2 separate regions of the Urocitellus parryii genome follow, and region 2 is linked to region 1. A link is a contact called in public Hi-C data. All regions are on one chromosome and are shown on one strand. The core of a region is the stretch at or near the end of the contact, and the rest is flanking DNA. Distances in the headings are between cores, read along the strand shown. Region 1 holds the start of Gab2 (GRB2 associated binding protein 2). Region 2 holds the start of Nars2 (asparaginyl-tRNA synthetase 2, mitochondrial).

Region 1 (3,543 bases), core at 686-3,185:
AGTTGTTTCAAAACCAAAGTTTCAAGGTTCTTTGGGGTAGTGTTCTAATTTGAGAATTAAGGATCGCTTTTTTTTTTTTTTTAAACTGGACACTCTATTCCTCTAGCTAGTATGGAATTTACTTTTACAGATACTTTTTGGAAGTTCTTTAGAATGAAGGTTTTTTTTTAAAAAAATTATAAAAATGTTAATACCAAATTACTCCTTCTTACCCCTAATTTAAAAAATTAAATTTGCCTAATGATCTGATCCACCTCTAAACAAGAAAAAAAAGTTTCTTAGTAATTATAATACTTGGGCTACATCAGCACCCCAGAAAATCAGCTTTAAAACTGAAGAAAACACCGCCTCACCCTACTATGTTAAATCTATGCCTCCTTTCAAAAGTCACGTGCTAAATCCTTATTTTTTTTTTCCCAGCAAATGATCTAAGCAAGAGCCTGATTTCATTGACACAAGCACTCCCAACAACAACACTTCCTTTGAAAAACAGAATGTCACTTCCTCAGACCAGAGGCCAGAAGTCCCTTGATTCTGATCTCAGGAGCAAAGACAGGAAACTGGTGAGCTTCTCCCCCAGGGTCAGCCTCTGGTGCAGGGACAAGAGGACAGGGTGTATTCAGAGCTCCCTTGATGCACTGCAGCTGGAAAGCAAAAGCTCACTTCCAGGTTGTGGGGGTGATCCCCAGAGTACAGCCCCACAAGTCAGTGTAGCAAGGGCATTCACGGAAGCGAGGAGGGAGAAGATGGAAGACCTTGCACTTTTTAGCGACCTTCTTCCATTTCGAAATTCCTGAGAGTACTCCAGGACCGATTTCAGCCTAAGTAACTGGCACCCTCTTGTACTTTGACCTCACTAGGCGAGACATCCTTTGGGTTGTGCCGAGCCAGAACTCTACACCGCTCAGCTCCAGTCTGTACCACCTTCCCCAGATGCTGCCAGTTTCTCACCTAGAGGGGAGAGGCTGTCCCAGCAATTTCAGTAAACACTGTCGGTTAGCACCACCTGGCAACTGAAAACCTTGATCTCTCCCGACCCTAGACGCCAAGGGCTGCACAACACAAAACCCTGACCAGTTAGCACAGACCAAACTGCAGTGTCACCATCGTGGGGCGGGGTGGGGGGGGGCGGCGTATGTGAGAGACATACAGAATAAAGAAGGGGGACAAACAAATGAGTCACTTAATACAAGGGCTGCACATGCCGCTGACGCTGCCCGTGATGCGGCGGCTGTGGACTGGAAGGAAGCAGGCGGCCGCCCGGGAGGGGCGGGAGGAGAAAGGCAAGGGGAGAGGGCGTGAGGCGCCTAGCCCTTTGTGGGGCTGGGCGGCGCGGCCCCACAGCCTACGCCCCCCTTTCCCGCCCACTCCCCAAATCCTGCAGGCTGAATCCGCTGGGGGCTGCCATGGTCCCCCGATCCCGGGAGTCAACTCTCTCGTTCTCCAAAAACAATCAATACAAACTTCGATACAGTATTGAGTTCACAGGGAGGCTGGATGGGGAGGTGCCGCCAACACACCCGCCTAGCCCACGAGGAGCTGCCGCCCCAACCTGCCGCCCCGCCCCTCGGCGGCGCACCTGTGACAGGTGTGCAGGTGCCCCACACGCCCCAGAGCCGCGGGGCGCGCCGGCCGCCCCTCGCCCCCCAGAGGCCCCAGGTCCGCCCTGTCCGCGGCGTGCGGCGTCTCCGGGAGCCCCCAGTCCCTCGGCAGGCCGCGGGACGCCCCCCGCCCGCCCCAAGGCGGCCGCGCCCGGTCGCCGCCCGCACTCACATAGCGCCTCAACTTCTTCTCCGGGGGCGATTTCCTCAGCCAGCCGGTGCACACCACGTCGCCGCCGCCGCTCATGTTGACCGCCGACTGGAGCCCGCCGCCGGGTCGCGCGGACAAGGGCGCGGGCGCAGGCTGCTGGGTCAGCCGGCCGGCGGTGCGCAGCTCGCGGGGGAGGGGAGGGGCCGGGCGGCCGGCGGCCCCGGGCGAGGACGAGGCGGCGCGGCGCGGGCCCGACTGCCCCGCGCGCGCCCGCTCTGCCCCCCCCCGCGCGCGCGCGATCCGCACTCCCAGGCAGCCCGGCGGGGGCGCCCCAGCAGGAAGGCGGGCGCGCTCGCCACGCCCACAGCCCGCAGCGCCCCCAGGAGAGAGGCCTTCAGACGCAAACCACCCGGCGGGACCCGGGAGGCCGGAGTGCTGGGAGGGGCGGGAATCCAGTCAGCACGCCCCCCGGGTCTTGTTTTTTTCCTGAAGCCTCAAAGCGGCAGCCTCAAGCGCCTCGCCCCTGATCATGGTGGTGGGGTGTGTGAAGGCTGTGCACCCTGCCTCGCACGTCGATTTTACAGGGAGGGTCTTCAGGGAAAGGCTCTGAGAGCTGCTTGTGTTACTTATCCATTCCTGTAGTTTCAGGTTTCAGCAAGGTCAGGTTCTGACTGAAATTAGTGACCTGCTTCCCAGAGAGTTTATTAACTCTTGCACCCACTCGGGTGCAAGGAAAGGAAGCCGACCTACTAAGTATGGGGAGTATTTACATCCCTTGTTTACTTTATTGTCTTCACACCTCTACAAATTGGGCAGGCAGTATTATTCCCATTTTACAGATAGCCTAAGGTCTCAAAGATAGTACAATGCAAAGTTTCTAATTCAGGTGGGGGAAGGGAGGAGGGTCCTGCTCACCTGCTTTTCAACGTGAAGAACTGCTTTACTGTCTGCCGATAACTTGGGAGCCTTTTATAGCCAAGAAACAAAGTCCAGCTGGCTCTGTCCCCATTGCCTCTGGGAAAGCAGGATTCAAAAGAAAATTCGTATGATTTGCAGAGCCAAAGCAAAAATTAGTCAATGTATTTCATAGAGAAGTCATAGGCAAGTCGGTGTAGAACAAGAAACTGAAGTAAAAATTCCCAGAGTTTCAATTCCTGGACACAGGCTACCTATGAGACTTCTCATATGTAAATTGAGATATAATGATACCTTTCTCACTGCTTTGTGGTGAGGTTTAACTCAAAAGTGTGTGAAAGTGAACACCTAATAACATTAGTACTTCAGGGGAAGGGTTAAAAATATTTTTCCCCTAGGAGCTCTTTTTTTTTTTTTTTTTTTTGGTGCTGCTGGAGATCTTTTTGTTTTGTGCTGCTGGAGATGAACCTAGGGCCTCAGGCATAGCTAGGAAAGCGCTCTACCACTGAGCTACATTTTCAGTCCCAGGAGCCATTTTTAATTCAGAGTGCCTTTTTAAGCAGCATTAAAAGGTAGGTCCTACAGAGTGTGGTGGCACAGGCTTGTAATCCCAGTGACCCTGGAGGCTGAGGCAGGAGGATCACAAATTCAAGGCCAACCTGAGCATCTTAGTAAGACCCTGTCTCAAAATAAAAAGGATTAGGGATGTAGCTCAGAGGGAGAGAGCTTCTGGGTTCAATCCCCAGTACCACAAATAATACATTAAAATAAAGGTTGATCCTCCTCTAACTTCTTATACTTGGACAGTAACACATATTATCAATAGGGAATTGTGTTGCAGACAGATCAGTTGGAGAACCAGCATCTTGCACTGCC
Region 2 (3,712 bases), core at 625-3,124, 160 kb after region 1:
AAACATAATGTGAGCTACATTAGTGATTTTCAAGTTTTTAGGGGCCACATTAAAAGTAAAAAAAAAAAAAAACAGATGAATAATTTATTTTATTAACCAATTATGTCCAAAATACTATCAACATGAAATCAATATTTAAATATATTGAAGCCAAACATGGTGGCACATGTCTGTCTGTAATCCCTGCTACTCAAGAGGCTGATGCAGGAGGATCACAAGTTCAAGGCCAACCTGGGCAAATTAATTTTTTAAAAACGGTTGGTGTATCAGTGGTAGAGTGCCTGCATAGCATGTGTGAAGCCCTGAGTTGAATTCCCAGTACTGCAAACAAATAAACAAAAAACACAAGCCCCACAGATGTATATACATAGATAGACACACATGCACACATGTGTGTTTAGAGAGAGAAAAATAGAGATTTTGCAATCTTTTTTGTTCTTCAAAATTATTATGTATTTTAAACTTACAACATATCTCAATTCAGGCTCATCACATTTCAAGTGCTCGAAGCCACAAGTGGTTGATACCTACCATATTAGATGGTAAGCACTAAATTCTGTTCTTTCCATCTTTGATTTCTCTTTTGACCAGCACACAAAAGGTGTCATTTATACATTCTAAATTAACTGATAAATGCAATTTTTTGAATTGGATCATGGAAAGAATATGAAACCCAAATAAATGTATGGAGGAGCAGATCATAATAACAGCAAGGATATATGATGATATCAAAATAACTGTTATCAATGTGTTTTAGTAATCTAATGAGAAGCAGTCAACTACTTTGCTTAACCTGCTCTTTTAAGGAATGAAGGAAATAATAGTGGCTAACATTTATTGACTGTGGGCTACTCTTTATAGTCCCAAAAGTAGGGACTATTATCTGTTTTCATAAAAAGAAACTTAAGTTTAAGCGCTTAACATGCTCATAATTAACAAGTTACTTAGTGGGAGAGATTGAAACTTACACACCTCCACCCCAGGGCTCTTTCAAACTGCTACATTCCACTCTTTCTCCTAATTTATTAAACATAAATTACACGCAGGCCCAATTTTAGGCACTAAGGTGGCTAAAAGCTGAATCAAAGCCCCAATTTATTAGAACGAATATTTACTGCCAGTCACGACAAAGTTTCTCCCCTCAAGGGGCCAGGGCAAGGCAACCACTATATATGCCCGCGGATATCATGAGATGTAAAAAGAGAAAGGGGCCCTGTTCGCTTACACTTTCCTGATTGAATAACAAGTTTACAGGTATCTTGAAAACCAAGTTCACAGTCACTAGAGCAGTTTTGCAAAGAGTAACGGCAGGTATCCGAGGAAATGGAGAAATAGGAACTCGCGCTATACCTACACTTTCTAACTTTTCTCTGCTGATCATTCTGTCTGACCCAACAACACAAAGTAACGCTAGGTGTGGATGTGCCACATAAGTCCCTAAAGAAAAATCCCTTTCCCCACACCCACCTGAACTTTAACGCGCTCCCCACTCGCGTTCTGGGACCCGAGAGCGTCCCGTACGCTCAGTCTGGCGAAAGGCCTATGCCTGGGGCAGGGAGCAGTGGAGCAGGAGAGCAGGGCTCGAAGCAGACACCGGGCCCCGAGCATCTCGCGGCCGCCCCAGGTCACCGCGGGACCAGCCCTGGCCACAGCGGGTTCGGATCCTGCCGTCAAGGGCCCTCCTTCTCAGCTGTTCCCCTAAACACGGTCACAGCCCTGTCCTCAGGCGCAGCAGCCCCCAGCTCAACCCAACGACCGTCTCTGTTCCCCACTTCCAGGCACACTCAGCAAGTGCCAAAACCAAACGGCGCGCCTGGGCGGACCACGCGACCCACTGCCGCGCACTACTAGCAAAAGTACACCCCTCCGCTGCAATCTACGCTCCCACTGGCCCTACGTAACCACGTCAACGTCGCCTGTGTCATCACGCTAAGAAGGGCTAAAACGGAGCATGCGTACTTGTGTGCTCGACTAAGGAGGCGGGGCGGAGGTGAGGGCGGGGTCAGGAGCCAAGATGGGGCGGGGCTAAGGCAGAACCTGGTGTAGGCGTTTTCACCGGCTGGGCAAGGGAGTGCAGCTGGGGTGAAGTCTCAGAGCCTCTTTCCTAAAGCTTTCAGGGAGAACTGAGAGCACTTGAAAGGCAGAGGGAAAACATCCAGAAGACTTAATTGATGAGAGTAGTGACCCTAGGGTGTCAGTCGTTCCTGAGTTGTGAACTCAGAAGAAAATCAGACACTGTCCCTGATCAAATCACAGTTGGGTGGTATCAGACATCCAAATAGATAATTACGTAAAAGGGTGATCAGGTGCCTACAGAACCCAAGCTGGATATCAGAAATGGCTTTCTGAAGAAGGTAGTCCTATGAAAGGAAGTAACTAAGAGGAATAAAGAGACCTTGAATACAGGAGTCTAGAGGAGACATGAGGGGGTAACTATGATGGAGAGAGAATGGAGAAATAACAAGCGTTGCCTGCCAGAATCTTGAGTCTCTCTTTTTTCCAACACAGTTATCTGCATCTGATTCATCGGAAAACAATGACCCTTTAATATATTCTGCTATATTCTAAATTTATACCAAAAAAAATAATTTTCCCCATATCTCAGTGAAGCTCGTGAAAATGTTTCTATCTTGTTAAACAATAAAAGGTAGAAGTGAGAGCTAATTACTCAAAGTTGCCACTGTTATATCCATTTTACAGATAAGAGAATTTAGAGAAAGAATGAATGACCTGTTCAGTGATAACAAGATTTAAACCCAAAAGTCCTGACTCTATTCACTAAACTATCATGCTACACGTCATTTCAAGGTGGAAATTAAACAGTGATCCCTCCCATAAAAAGCTTATGGTCTAGAAAGGGAGACTGGCCAGAAAAAGATCACTGCAAAATAAACCAGTACATGTAGATGAATGCAATGAGTGGAAGAGGTAGTCTATAGAAGGAGGTAATAGAGCTGAATTTTTGAGAAGGATCAGAATTTTATCAGATGGATAGTAAGAAAATTTCCTGCCCAAAGATAAACTGGAAAAGCTGTTAAGAGATAGGGCTTGCCTAGCACATGTGAGGCACTGGGTTCAACTCTCTGCACCACATAAAAATAATAAATAAAACAAAGGTATTGTGTCCATCTACAACTAAAAAAAATTTTTTAAGTTGTCAAGGGGACAAATAGCTTAAAAGGATTGTACAGCAGGTTGTGATGGTACATGCCTGTAATCCCAGCAACCCAGGAGGCTGAGGTAGGAGGATCTTAACTTCAAGGCCAGCATTGGCAACTTAGAGAAATCCTGTCTCAAAATAAAAATAGGAAGGATGGGATGTAGCTCAGTGATAGAGTTCCCCGGGGGTTTAATCTCCAGTCCCACAAAATAAATAAAAATAAATAAAGTATTGTACAAGTGTTCTCAAGACAGACTAGAAAATATCTTGAACACTTCTTGAACCTTGAAAAAAGAAAAGGTTGGAAACTTACTGCCTTTGGAGTGATGGGCTTTAACAAAATAAGTACACCTTTAGTGGGTTGATTTAAAAATCTGGAAAACAAGGCATGTTGCCCACATTGATGTGCATCCCATTGCAAACCTAGTTTTTAACTACACCTACCCTTTCCAAATGTTCAAACATACCAAAGAATTGGTTCAGTTTTTTCTCAGGACATTTTTCTGTCTTGCCTTCATTCTCCCCTCTCTCTCCCACCCCACAGGATGATGT

Evidence for each region. Hi-C and Micro-C count contacts between places; a contact is called where the count stands out from the background.
Region 2: a contact with region 1 is called in a Hi-C map of muscle, with 4 times the contacts expected there. The contact joins the promoter of Nars2 here to the promoter of Gab2 in region 1. A contact is called at or near these places in 2 of 2 Hi-C or Micro-C datasets (liver and muscle).

The regions. Positions count from the first base shown.
Region 1 is chr4:68,678,000-68,681,542 of mUroPar1.hap1, forward strand. Gab2 (GRB2 associated binding protein 2) reads right to left here and starts at 1,936. Exons shown (of 10, transcript XM_026387337.2): 1 at 1,774-1,936. The coding sequence starts at 1,848.
Region 2 is chr4:68,837,441-68,841,152 of mUroPar1.hap1, forward strand. It overlaps Nars2 (asparaginyl-tRNA synthetase 2, mitochondrial), which reads right to left and starts at 1,875. Exons shown (of 14, transcript XM_077797640.1): 1 at 1,468-1,875. The coding sequence starts at 1,608.